3 separate regions of the Mus musculus genome follow, and regions 1 and 3 are each linked to region 2. The links are chromatin contacts, called in public promoter capture Hi-C maps. All regions are on one chromosome and are shown on one strand. Each heading gives the region's core, a stretch centred on a gene start, on an enhancer-like site or on the middle of the called end of the contact. The rest is flanking DNA. Distances are from core to core; before and after follow the strand shown. Region 1 has its middle 100 kb from the start of Gm29851. Region 2 holds the start of Hs3st3a1 (heparan sulfate (glucosamine) 3-O-sulfotransferase 3A1). Region 3 holds the start of Zfp286 (zinc finger protein 286).

Evidence for each region. Promoter capture Hi-C pulls out the DNA fragments that hold promoters and counts their contacts.
Region 1: a contact with region 2 is called in a promoter capture Hi-C map of embryonic stem cells, with 9 times the contacts expected there. The contact joins the enhancer-like site here to the promoter of Hs3st3a1 in region 2. A contact is called at or near these places in 6 of 39 promoter capture datasets (the C10 cell line, cranial neural crest, embryonic stem cells and 3 more), 2 of 115 datasets of contacts at active chromatin or transcription factors (T-cell acute lymphoblastic leukemia and forebrain) and 3 of 9 other capture datasets (adipose tissue, embryonic stem cells and liver).
Region 3: a promoter capture Hi-C map of embryonic stem cells shows a contact between it and region 2, with 4 times the contacts expected there. The contact joins the promoter of Zfp286 here to the promoter of Hs3st3a1 in region 2. A contact is called at or near these places in 1 of 39 promoter capture datasets (embryonic stem cells) and 1 of 115 datasets of contacts at active chromatin or transcription factors (embryonic forebrain).

What each region holds. Positions count from the first base shown.
Region 1 is chr11:63,347,952-63,352,258 of GRCm38.p6, reverse strand. No RefSeq gene overlaps it. Among named protein-coding and RNA genes, the nearest start is that of Gm29851, 100 kb to the right of the region's middle. Within about 2 kb of position 1,883, at least 22 of the 459 cell types and tissues checked have an H3K27ac peak or open chromatin away from gene starts, as enhancers often do. A contact at or near this core is called in embryonic stem cells, where this site is marked.
Region 2 is chr11:64,432,569-64,436,731 of GRCm38.p6, reverse strand. Hs3st3a1 (heparan sulfate (glucosamine) 3-O-sulfotransferase 3A1) reads right to left here and starts at 1,400. Exons shown (of 2, transcript NM_178870.5): 1 at 106-1,400. The coding sequence starts at 665. It overlaps F930015N05Rik (RIKEN cDNA F930015N05 gene), which reads left to right and starts at 58. Exons shown (of 1, transcript NR_028445.1): 1 at 58-3,597.
Region 3 is chr11:62,787,740-62,792,420 of GRCm38.p6, reverse strand. It overlaps Zfp286 (zinc finger protein 286), which reads left to right and starts at 2,953. Exons shown (of 6, transcript NM_138949.4): 1 at 2,953-3,045; 2 at 3,332-3,491; 3 at 4,377-4,462. The coding sequence starts at 3,437.

The DNA.
Region 1 (4,307 bases), core at 634-3,133, 1.1 Mb after region 2:
CACAAGACTCCTGTTTCTCATGTCTGCAAGTGTGGAACCCTCACACAAGCACTTTCTGCTGTAGGATGTGGTTTCCTTACACAAACTGAAATCGTCTTTTCTTTTTCATCTTTCGCAAATTCAGTGTGGTTTACATGAAAAGAGTATCCACTTGCTTTTGCTTTCCAGACTGTTACGAATGTGCACAGCATCCTCTGCCTACTGTGTATGTAGACTGAAGCAAGTGAGGACAGAAAAAAATATGCGTTCATTCTATCATCCTAAATCACGATTTTTAAACAGTCCTTTGTAACTCTCCCATTAGAGTCAAAGGGCTTTTTTTTTTCTAGTTAATAATTTTAGTATTCTGTGTGTGCATTTGTGTGTGTGTGTGTGTGTGTGTGTGTACCAATGCTGTACAATACCATTCCTAAGAAGATAGAAATAAAAGTCTATGCCCCACATATGAAGCCAATGACAGATCAAAGTAAAAACACCGTGAATTCCAATCTAGCAAGCCTAGGAGACTAGGATTACTTAGAGGAATATAAACCAGCATTTACATACAGAAACAGAGCAACTCAAAGAGCTAGCTATACAAGCTGTGACAGCTCAGAAGAGCCTGGAACTTAGGGATCTGAACAAATTGCAGGCAGCTCAACATTTGTCCTCCAGGCACCTAGGCTGGTTTGAAGCTCTTACTGCTCATAGAACCTTGAATAGGGAGGGGTCAATTTCAGGGACTTCCTGAGACTTCTGAGTAGTTTACTTCCTGAGTCTTAAGAAGTTTACCTTTAAAACTTTATGGGTCCGGAAGAGCCTTTAGAAATTACTTAATTTCCTCACCACAAGGAATGTTTTAAAACGAAGGAAATGGCTCCACAGCAAGGCATCTCTGTTCTTTCTAGGTCCTTAGTTGGGATCTTCAGAACTATTTCAAATAGCAATGGACATGGTGGGAGACCTGCTCAACCCCTCCTCATTCTTTTCTTCCTTACACTCGCAAGTGTGTGTGTGTGTGAGAGAGAGAGAGAGAGACAGAGAGAGACAGAGAGACAGAGAGACAGAGAGACAGAGAGACAGAGAGAGAGAGAGAGAGAGAGAGAGAAGCGCTGAAGGACAACTTTGCATAACTCATTGTCCTGAAACTCACCAATTAGACTAGACTAGCTGGCCAGCAAGCTTCATCAATCCCCCTGTCTCTGTTGCCTCAGCACTAAGACTGCAAGTGTATACCACCAGACCTAGGTTTTCATGTGGGATTTAGGGATCTATCTCAGGTCCTCGTGTTTTCCTGCCAAGTGCCTTACCCACTCCACTGATCCTTTCCTCCCTAGTGCCCACAGAAAAATAAGGATGCACCCAAAAGCCACATTGTTATCTACAGGATTCTCTACAGCTTGGTAAGATTATGGAAAGACATCTTATTCAGGTTGTACAAGGCAGAACCTTTGTTCGACGAGCTTGCTTTAAAACTGCACGAAGACATAATTTAAAAATACAGTGCATGAACTGAGCAGATCCGGATGGCAGAGGCCGGGGATCCCAGTTGAGGTAGGATTTTAGAAGTTCAAGGCTTTGCCTGAGCTACAGAGGGAATTAATTTATAGCTTGCCTGGGAACCTTGGTTAGACCCAATCTCGAAGAAACAACAACAAAAACAAACAATCTAGGGGTAGCTCAGTGGTCCAGTACTTGCCTAGCAGGCACCAGGCCAGAGGTTCAAGCCGCAGCATTTCAAAGTAATACAGAAAGCAAGCCTGTGAAAGGAAGGCTAGTAAGAGGCTGGGTTCTGAAGGAGCTGTGTGAGAGGGGCGTTTTCTGTCCAGCTCTGCTTTTAATGTGGTCCTGGCTTTTAAAAATCCATTCAGTTTTCTTCCTCGCCCTCAGCCCAGGAGCAATTTAAATAACAAAGACATTTTATTGAGTCCTGAAAACAATTTGTCCTTGAATTTGCCTGGGATCTGCCCTGTGCTGGGAAGGGAAATGGTTCTTTGACAGCCTGCCAATTTCCCCTTGGTCGTTTATCTTATTTCCCTGATAAGATTTGCATTGTTTGTAAATTGCCCATTTCGCCCAGACTTTCAAATGGCTGACTTAGGCCTGCCTAATCCTCGCTGTCTAAATGCTACTGCTCATTCTTCATTTGTATTTGTTCTTTTCTTCTCTCTCTCTTGATTAATTCTTCTAAACCTTTGTCTCATTAGTATTTTCAAAGAACCCAGTTTTTACAGTTATTTATCAACTGCACACAGTTTTCCAGTCTGAATTGTATTACCACCTTCCTAACTTGCCCTCAGTTCCGTACTTATTTTGAATAGTTTGGAAACATCTGGAGCTTGAATTCATTTCTCTTGTCTCATTCTTTGGAGCTATGCATCTCCCTGTAGTTTCCGCCTTGACCACATCTCAGATTTTCACGGCTTTTTAAGGTACTTGCTGCCTTGCTTAGCACTGTTTAGCATGTGCCCAGTTCTAGGTTTAAAACTTAGCATTGTAAACAAAACAAACAAAACAGAAGAGAAAGCTCCTGAAACGAAGGGCAGTATAAGACTAGCATCTGGAGGAACTGGAAGGAGGACCATTTTCGATCAGACTTGTGACAAGACCAATTTTATGACTCTGACGTCATTTCTAATCCCTGCACTTCTGCAAGTTCAGGATCCCATGTCTTCAGCCTTCTGCTCTTCGGCCCTTCAGCTGTGGCAGTAAGGCTTTCCAGTCCTCCTTCTCTTTCCTTTGTCGTCACCACCATCACACAGATCGCATCCTGCTGTTGCAGGATCTGTTCAACCTGATCCCTGTCTTCCCAACGCAGAGGTAACGCATCCCCTGTAGAGCAGTGCCTAGAAGCACACCTTGTTCTCATCAGCTGCCCTGAGTGTGCTGAAACCCGTGAATAGGTGCTTTTTTTTTCTTTCTTTCTTTCTTTTAAATTTCAATACTCAATATTCTAAGAATGAAATGACATCAGGGAGGTAATTGCTATAGTGTAAGATGTTGAAAGGGTGAATAATCAAACTCAGATGGATTTCTTGGAAGGGAAATCAGTTTACAGTTCAAACATGGGGCCTGGGTGGAGATGTATAACCAGGGGAAGAAATTAAATCACACAAGAGTCAGGGGCAATGGTCAGAATAGTATTAGACTGTGAGACAAAGGAGCCAGGGAGCAGGAGCGTCCAGCAAGACCAGATGACCAGAAGACAGGGTCTGCTATGTGGCAGGCCCACTGAAGACCTCTGTTCACCTGATGTGGTGGAAGAATTGAGGCTGCAAAGTGTGTCCAGTCCAGCCTGCTGGCTTCTGCTGTGTGTTCAAGCTGTTAATATCACTTAGTAACTTTACAGCTTTTACTGTACATCCCGTGTTGCTGTATGAAGCTGAATCAATATCAACATCGCAGAAAAAAGCTTCTCAAAAGGACAAGAGGATGGTCACCAGCCACTGGCATAAGCAGCCATAAACCTAGGCTGGGAAAACTCTCCATCTTGCTGAGACACTACAGATTCGACATCCTTTGCTCCTTGCTTATCTGGGGTAGCTCAACTCTGAAGCTTGTTCTTGGGTCCTTCATCAGGCCTCTTGTGCTTGTAAAGTGCTGCCTCAATCCAGAGGTAGATTCTATTCTCTTTACCCTTAATCTGCATTGGAACTAATGCCTTGCTTTCCCATTAGGCTCAGGTAGCAACAGTGGTCAATGGCTTCTGTGGTTCTGAGATTGAGGCATTACAAATCTTGAAATTCCCACCTGGGTAAGTAACCTGCTTAGCTCATTCCTACAAACCACCCACTGTACTATGAGAAGCCCATGACAATGTAATAGCCATGCATTAGTGTGTCTGTCACTAATCCCAGCTGTATCCCCAAGGTCATGAACAGACTTCAGGTGACCCTTCTTGGCCATCCAACTCAACCGTACCTTCGTTTGAGCACAGCTTCATCCAATACCCGTGTGGAATTGTGTGATGTTCACCCAATGCAAAACCAGTTGACCAGTGAGGGCAAAGGAGACTGTGAAACAATGGTTATTTTTTACAACATTGAGCTTTGAGGTAGTCTTTTGTAGAGCAATACATGATTAGAGCGTGTCTCTGTGTTTTAATAACACAAAGAAATGTCCCTCTGAGAGAAGCATGTATTCCTTCTTTCATTAGACAAGAATTGCCTTGTCTCAGGTCTAAGTCAAAGCATGCTGAATTGAAACACTTATTCCGACAGTATTTCTTTTTTGATCTATTGCTATACTATTTATTAACAAAAGTGCAATATCTTTTCCAAGTTTATTGTTGACTTGTTATTCAGCACAGTAGGTATTTATGAGCTGTC
Region 2 (4,163 bases), core at 151-2,650:
AGCCCAAGATGGGAACAGCTACTGCTCCCCCTTTGCCATCCCTTCCTAGTCTCCCCCTCTGCACAGCCAGCGCTCAGAAGTACCCATGGGGGTCCCCGCGCTCACCGGTACCAGGCGAGGCCCTTGTGGTAGCTGCGGTCAAAAAAGTGGGGCTCAGCACCCACGGCACGCACGTCGGGGTGCACGCGCAGGAACTCCAGCAGCGCCCGCGTGCCGCCCTTCTTCACGCCGATGATGATGGCCTGCGGCAGCTGCTTGCTGCCCTCGTCCAGAAGTAAGGCCAGGGTCCCCGGCTGGGCCTCGGCCACGCTGCTTCCCGCCCCGGAGCCTCCTGGTGCGGCGGCCAGCCCAGGGCTCTGCTCCTCCTGGTCGCTGCTGTCTCCTGGCCCCGACCGCCCGCGCCTCCTCCGTTGCCTCAGCTGCAGGAGGCGCTTCCTTGGCGCTCCCGCGGGCCACATCGCCAGTTCCCTGGGTCCTGCAGGGACGCCGCGCCCCGGGACCCCCGCGACGGGGCCCGAGCCGGGTGGGCAGCGCTCCGCCAGGCAGTAGAAGACGTAGAGGGAAGTGAGTAGCGAGCAGAGCATCAGCAAGAACTTCCTGAAGATGCTGCGCGACAGTGGCTCCGCCGGGCTGGGCTGGGCGCCGGTGGGACCCGAGGGGGCCATCCTAGCCAGAGGCGACCTCGGACGGCGAGCGGGCCATGCTAGGCCACGACTGTGCTGGGAGCTCCGCCATCCCCGCTGCCAGCCAGCGTGCTGCCCCGCGGCCGCATCGCCTGAGCCGCCCTGCGTGCCTGAGAGCTGCCCCGCTGGGCGGCAGCAGGGGCTGGAACTAGGGACCAAGCACTGCGAGCCCTTCTTGGGGTCCTGGGCTTCGGGCGACGAGGAGGAAAGGGGTGCGGGGCCGTGCTTAAGAAACCATGGTCTTGGGTCTGAAACGCGCCCGAGTCCTGAGCCTAGCTGCGCAGAGCTCCGCGCCCTGGGTCTCCGAGAGTCGCCCGGCAAGGGAGTCTCTGCGGCGGCAGTGGCGAAGGTGCTCGGCTCAGCAGGGTCCTGAGCGGTGCGGAACTTGGCTCAGCGATAACACATCCTTGGCTCAGTCCCCCGTGGAGCGGGCGCAGGACTCTCGGGCCGAAGAATTGTGTACGCTCCGGTTAGAACGAGTGACCCTTTTTCCAGCTTCTGCTCTCCTGGCCCGCCCAGGAGCGTGCCCTGAGTCCTGGCTCAGCTCGTCTCAGCAACCGAGCAAGCAAAGTCCCCCTAGTCCCTCTATCCGAATGGGACTCAAGCCTTCTGGCCTCTTGAGCGCTCCGGAAGTCTACCCACTCCTCTGGGGCCCCAGCTGGGAACAGCTTGGAGGGGCCCCGCTGTGCGGGACCTGTCAGCCACCGCTGCCACTGTGCTCTTGGGCTCTCCCCGCAGCCTCCTCAGCCGCTACCGCCACACGTGGGACGCGAAGGACAGCAAACTTGGTGGTGACGTCAACGGCCCAGGCCAGACCAACGCGGGGATCCGCTCTAGGGTGCAGAGCAGAGGCGCAGGGGCCGGGCTAGAGAGGCAGAAGGGGTGGGACCGGGACAAAAAAAAAAAAAAAAGGTGACGAGGCACCGCCCAATACACTGGAGAGGGCGCGGACGACAGAGGAGACGCCCCTTCCTCGCACTCCCTCTCTCCTTTCCTCCTTCCTCCTCCTCCACCCCTAGGTCTCTGGGCGCTGTCAGATTGACAGCGCCTGTATGATTGCCTGAGTCTAACGCCCAGCCAGTCCACCCCTTGCCGGATTGGGGGTTCTCAGACCTCTCCAGCTCAGCTTAGTCCTTAGCAGCCTTAACACCCCCAGATCCCCACTTCCTGATTCCCTCTGGTCCCAGCTTCTGTATTCCTACCCTTCTCCAGCCCACCCATCCCATCCCCTCTCATCCCAGAGACTTCTGAAGTTTTGTTCCCAAGAGTTCTTGGCAGGCCACGCCCCCATTTGTCTGGGCAAAGAGACAGCTTCAGTACAGACTTGCCTTCTACTTCCCTGTCCACTGAGGGCCCTTACAAGTCTGTCTGTTAGTTTGCTTGCTTGCTTGTTTTTCCTTTGGATTTATTTAAAAAGATGAAGAGTCTCATAGGACCTGGAAAGGAACCCCTTAGAAACTAGATCAATAAATACACCAAAACAGAAATTATATTTAAAAAATAATAAGTACAATTCCAAATCCGTATAACCAGTTGTTGATAAAGTTTAATACTTTGCATATGTGCACCACCCACATGCGTGAATGTGTTTTCACTCTTTGAGAGTTAAGAGTCCTTCCCTAAACAACGGGTTCCTTTTTCTCTTATTTCCCCTGACCCCTAGATACCCTTCCCATGCCCCCAAAGCAAGTCACAAAGAGGTAAAATCTGCCCCTTGCTGGCTCCTGGGGAGGTGAGTAGTAAAATCTTCAGGAGATGTTGAAGGTTTGATTGCTTTCTTTGGCTGTTACTCTGTGGTGGTTTTGTTTTCAATTTTTCATTTATTTGTATTTTATGTGTATGGCTGTTTTGCCTGCATGTGTGTCTGTGCACCACGTGGGTACCTGGTGCCAGCTGGAGAGTTCTAAATCTCTTTGAACTGGAGTTCCTGACAGTTGTTAGCCTAGATGTGGGTGCTGGGAATTGTACCAGGTCCTCTAGAAGAGCAGCCAGGGCTCTTACTGCCGAGCCATCTCTTCCACCACCAGATATTTCATTTTTGTCCTAATCGTATTGCTTCCTTATTTCTGTCTCCTGCAAGATACCTGGCAATGTGGGCTGTGCCCTGGTCACTGTAGCCCAATCCTGTGCGCTGTAGACATCTTCCTAGCTCCCTAACCCCTCCCCTCCCTGTGCTAATAAGAGTCCAGCAGTCAAGAGAGCTAGGTCTCAGGAAACTCACTTAGGAATCCTGGCTGCCTAGCTTTGACACTCAGATTTTCTCTCCTCTTCCTGCTCATTCCCCATTTGACCAAGGAAGTGTAAGTTAGGGGGTTGCCTTTCAGCTTCCACAGGGGCCCTACTGATTCTAAGTTTGCTTGGATAGAACTGGATCACATGTGGCCTGTTGGGTAAGAATAGTGCCGTGTTCATAAACTACCAGTCACAACTGATTCCCAGACCAATGAAGATCTGTTTAGAAGCAGAGACCAGAAAGCACTGGTCTTTGCCCAGGATGAGCAACATGCCTTGCCAAGTTTCCATGTCCTATTATGTCTGAAAATTGGATATTGACAAACCACTTTGAAGCTTAAGGTTTAATGTGTTTTGAAACTTTCCTCTGTGTATTTCAGTCTGGTTTGTAGAAGGAAGACAACAAAAACAGAGACCATTTAAAAGTTGCTCTGAAAGTGTGTCGTTGTGCAGATGGTCACCAGAATATATGTTTTCTCATCTGGAAAGCACTGAGCTCCCAGTTCAACTGTAGTTCATCATAAGGTGATATTGTATATAGTATATACATCGTGCATAGGAATGATGTGGCCCCAAGCCCCCAGACTTTTCCTAGCATGCAGAAACATAAGCTGAATAAATGGCTATTATGCATATTGACCTCTGTGGCACTCTGTGAAGAGCAGAAACCATATTGGAACACCTTTCTCCTCTCTCTCTCTCTCTCTCTCTCTCTCCCTCCCTCCCTCCCTCCCTCCCTCTCCCTTTTTTCCTTCCCTCCTTTCTCTCTCTCTCTCTCTCTCTCTCTCTCTCTCTCTCTCTCTCTCTCTCTCTCTCTCTCTTTCTCTCTTCTTCATCCAAGCCTTTGGATACCAGTGTATTTTCCTCTTCTTTGCACACCTTAATTGAAGCCACATTTTAGATGCTCAGTACCCACATGTAGCTTGTCACTACTGAAGTGACAGCCCAGAAGACAGTACTGTTTCAGAGGAGGAGGGTCCTTTGGGCAGTAGTAAGACACCCACATTTAAATAAAGATAACTCATGGGAGCTTTATGAACAAAAGACTTTTACAGAGAAGTAGCTGAGACAGAGCCTGAGTTTATCACAGGACTCCTGGGCTAGTTGCCTTGAAGCAATGAGGATTACATCTACAGAGGTGAGATGGATCATAAGCAGAGGGGGAAATCATAGCTAGAAAAAGCCAGTTGTAAAGCAAAGGACTGTACCTTGGTGTTTGGACAAGCTGGACTAAGATGACCTTCTAGG
Region 3 (4,681 bases), core at 1,704-4,203, 1.6 Mb after region 2:
ACCTGTGGGTCCTGACCATCAGAGAATACATATTTCTGGTGATCTTAGGAACCCCAGCCATAAATTGATTTCGTTGATATTTCATAACTGTAATTTTGCTACCAAACTGTGTCTCAGTTCCTAATATTGAGCACGAACTGAAGAGTTGTTGAATAGTTTACCACATTCATTACAGTGAATAATTTTTCATTTGTATTATCTTTATCTTCTTTAATACAGCTTGCTTGTAGGACAGAGACAGACTTCATACCAACATGTCTGCCAGATAGGGGATGTGTGGCTTACTGTCTGCTACAGAAGGTCTGTCTTACAAACAAGTATTTCCTGAGTCTCTTAGGTTCCTTGTTTGGTTTCTGAATGGCCATCATGCCCCATGGCCTCTGTGACACTGGGGGTCCCTGCATCAGCCTTTGTCTCTTTCTCCATATCTATACTTTCATAGGATATTTTTCCAGACAAGACAGAACCTTCTTTGGTTTTGACTCTCTAGTCTCCAGGTCTGTGGAGAAAGAAGTAAAAAATGTTCTCTGTGCTGGAAAGAAGCCACTGGCATGGGGAAGAGATAACTGTGCTTTCAATATGATTAGTCACAAAAATAAGGCAGTCAAAAGGTCCTTTATGACCGGCACTGTTACATGTTAAAATTAAATGACAAAATATATACATGTACTCTTTTGAAATCTATAGCCTATTGGAGAACATAGGTATTGATCAGGTAATTTTAACATGATGAGCCTATCAGGTGCTGGGGAGATTCCAGATGGTGAATGAACAGATGGGATATAGGCGTGGTGATTGTTTGTACCCTCTGACCCACTGCAGATTTCCCTGGATTTTAATATCCAGCCCCTCCTCCCTTATGTTAACTTTACCACAACTGAGGGCATGCTTTAGAAATTGTCTCTTCTCTCCTGCTGCCATAGTCCCCCCAAAACTCACCTTAATTAGTCCTAAGGTTGCCACCTAAGTCAATTATATTATGTTCTCCTGTTACCTTGAATTATGTACATTTTCCAGAGATTTCCTATAGCTTCCTAACATGCACATGCATGCGCAGATACACACACACACGTGCATATCTATGCACACACGCACATATATGCACACACATGCCATGCTCAGACATGCTCATACACACATACATGCACACAAGGTTTAAAGAGAGTAAACATCAAGAGACTGCAAAAAAATGTTGAGATGGAAGAGGGCTAGGCCTAAGTAATTCATCATTATTACATAAACCACATGTGACCCGCTGTCTTAGAGTTTCTACTGCTGTGACAAAACATGAGGACCAACAAGCAAGTTGGGGAGAAAAGGGTTTGTTTGTTTATTTTGGCTTATATTTCCATATCACTGTTGATCATCAAAGGAAATCAAGACTGGAACTCCAAAAAGGCAGGAACCTAGAGGCAGGAGCTTATGCAGAGGCCATGGAGGGGTGATGTCTATTGGCTTGCTCAGCCTGTTTCCTTGTAGAACCCAGAACCACCAGCCCAGGGATGGGACCATCCACAATGGGCTAGGCCTTCCCTCATCAATTACTAATTAAGAAAAGGCCAAATTTAATATTCTCTGGAGGGAGTGGCCAAAAGGCATGCAAATTTGGAAACTTTCCTGTAATCACTTGAGTAGCACCCCAGGAGATTCCTCCAGTCCCCAGATAACTACAGTGGTCTTAGACAAGTTAGTGGGTTTTCAAACTGAACCCCAAATCCCAGACATAAATAGCTGTGAAAAGGGCCTAAGTCTTGAGAGCTGGTGAATTTATCAGGGTCCCACTCAGCACATTTGCATGGGAAGGCTTCTTCAAAAATTTGAAGCTTCTCCACTTCCACCTGTACCAGCAGCCAAGGACAAACAGCCTTCTTTGCCCTAATACTTTCCTTGTTCATGTTACACTGAAGTAAACAGAGTTGTAAGGAGTTGTTGACAATCATCCCAAGTGAGACCAAAGGAACAGCAGACAGATTCTAGAGGAAAAGTCAGAGTTTGAAGTTTTTCAGAGAAAAGGAATTGGAGGTTTTGCAGCTGTACAGATCTGAAGTGGGAAAAGAAGACATAGATTACCAAGGACCATTGCCTCCCTCTGAGTCTCTTTCTCCCAATGGATCTAATGAGTCTGGAGCACAATGGGACCTCCAGTAGGAACCCAGTGGGGATGAAGGAAGTAGAGGAAATGGGATGTCTTCATATGGAGAGATTATGATGGTCACAGAGGGAGAAGCGGTGGACGAGACAGGGAGTGTAGGATCAATGACAGCCGTGGAAGAGGGTCCAGAGCAGAGTAGAAACTGAGAAATGAACAGGATCTGGTGATTAGATGGTGAGAATCAAAAGTTGAGTGTATTCTGGTTTTGGCATATGCAAATGGTGCACTAGAGTAAATGCACGCACTGAGATGGGGCTGTTTGGCAAAAGTGACTTTAAAGTAGGTTTAACTTAACCACAGGCCCTTGAGAGTCCAACTTTTTCGACAAATGAACTTTTTTTTTCCTTGCAAAGAACTTACTGCTCAAGTGTGTGGAAACTGGCTCAATATTGTCAGCTCTGCTCATATACGTTTTTACGATTGCAAAATAGATGAAATACAAGTCCATTGGGATAGATGAGAGTACTACATGGATCCTGCTCTAAAACTACAGCTTTCATATAGTTTGAAGTCAAAGGATGGTTTTAGGGAAGGCCAAACCATGGCTAAAAGCCATATACACATGCCAACAGTAAAGAAATTTGGGCTGAAGCTACATAGATGTAATTGTGCAAACAAAGGTGCAGAGAGAGAGAGACTTTGTCTCCCACGTCCCAACCTTCCGTTACTGCGGGATTCCACGCACGATGCACCTTTTTCTCTCGCGAGAGGGAGAGATCCCGCTGTGCCGCTGAGCCACTCGTGGTCCCAACCTGCCAAGAAACAGGGGGTCGGGCAGCGCGCAGGTGCTTCTGGGAGTTGTAGTTCCTGGATTTGCCCAGCAAAATGTCACGCATGCGCGACTCAGAGCTAAGCGGAGAAGTTCGTAGCCTTTGTCAGGCCTGGGATGGGAGGTGAGTTTCTTGGTAGGATGCTGCGGTCCTCGCTTTACCTCGGCGGTGGTCCAGTAGTTGCTCTCTGCCAGGGAGGACTGGAGTTTGTAGTTCTTGAGCTTCGTCCCCTTCCCTCCCCGCCCCACGGGCCATCTAGGACCCCGGTGCATACTGGAGAGCTGGACGGAGCTGGAGGGGTTGTCTGTGCCCTCTACCTCTCAGGCACTCAGTCCCCTAGGGGACAGCTCCAGGAGCCAGAAACAGACAGGTGAGGACTCAGATTCAGGATGCTTTCCCTGGTTTCCAGGTCCCACGTGATCTGAGCGACACTCTCTACAGAGCCCAAGAGGGAAGAAGTCCTTCGAGGCTCCGTGGACTGCTGACTGCGCGAGAAGAGCAGGACCTTAGGGGCATGGAAGAGGTGGTGATCATGGAGACGGGTTTGGCCGAAGTGCCTCAGAAAAGAGGTAGAATTGCCCAGGGGTTGGTGTGCATCATGGGAGAGTGGAAATCTTCCTTTTGAAGGGGAAACCCACCGTTGTCGTGGGTTAAGTGGTTCTTGGGAAAAGATGGCGACTTGTCAACGCTATCTTGAGGATAGGTGAGCTCTGAGACGTTGCAGGGCTTACTATGGGTCAGTCCCCATTCCACTTAAGTGTGCTGCACAATGGTCCCACCAGTGCGGACATTGTCACAATGTAGTCACAAGTTCTTCCAAATTATTGCCCCATCCTGGTTTCCATCGTGGATCCAAGAATTCAACTTTGTAGTTGACAAAAAAATATTTTTCCATACGTTATCCCACTTTATCCATAGTTAACGTGTGTGCTGTTTCAACACAGATCGCTCACGACCTGCTTCACAGGCACGGAAGGTAGGGGCTGGCTTCAGCACTAGGAGACCTGTGTATCTTAAACTCCCCTCGGTGACTTACTATGCCAAAATTCCCTCCAGGGGTCCTTTTCAGGTTGCTAGATGTCACCTCAAACTCAACCAATCAGAATTTGGAGGTGAGATCTAGCAATCTCCGCCTTAAGGAAGCTTTAAAGGGATTTTAAAAAAACAAAACAAAACAAAACAAAACACTGAGTCTACTTTAGGTAGATTATAGTGGAAATTTACTTATTCTAGTTTGTAGACCAGAGAGTTTGAGGGGATACGTCATGAGTAGAGCAACTAAATTCAAGCCTAGTGGAGCAACGTGCCTGAGCATATTTTACAGTACCGGAAAGTAGCAGTTTGTTTTGGATTCCTTGTTAACAGGGAGTGCATTTGGTGTGGTGGAGGGGTTTAGATTATACTGAGTAGAGAGCCAGGTCCAGACCCAGTCCCTACCGCTTTCTTCCCTTTAGCTCTGTCTTCCCCGGATTCTCTCCTTTCCCACGAGAAGAGTGCAGAAGGAGACGTGGCTGCTCTGAGACTCACTGTCAGATCCCAGGTGAGTCTCTATGGGTTACTGAGATCAATTCCACCTTGGGTCTCAGAGCACAGATGCACTCCCTTTTTGATGTGGCATTTCGTTGTCCACAGAGCCCATCTAGAGACCTGAGTTCTAATTCTAAGAAACTAGTGGACTCAGTAGAAAATATTTTCTGCTTACTCATAGTATCTCTCTTCTCCATCTAGTATTTCTTGTCTCTCTACAGGCAGGTAAGTC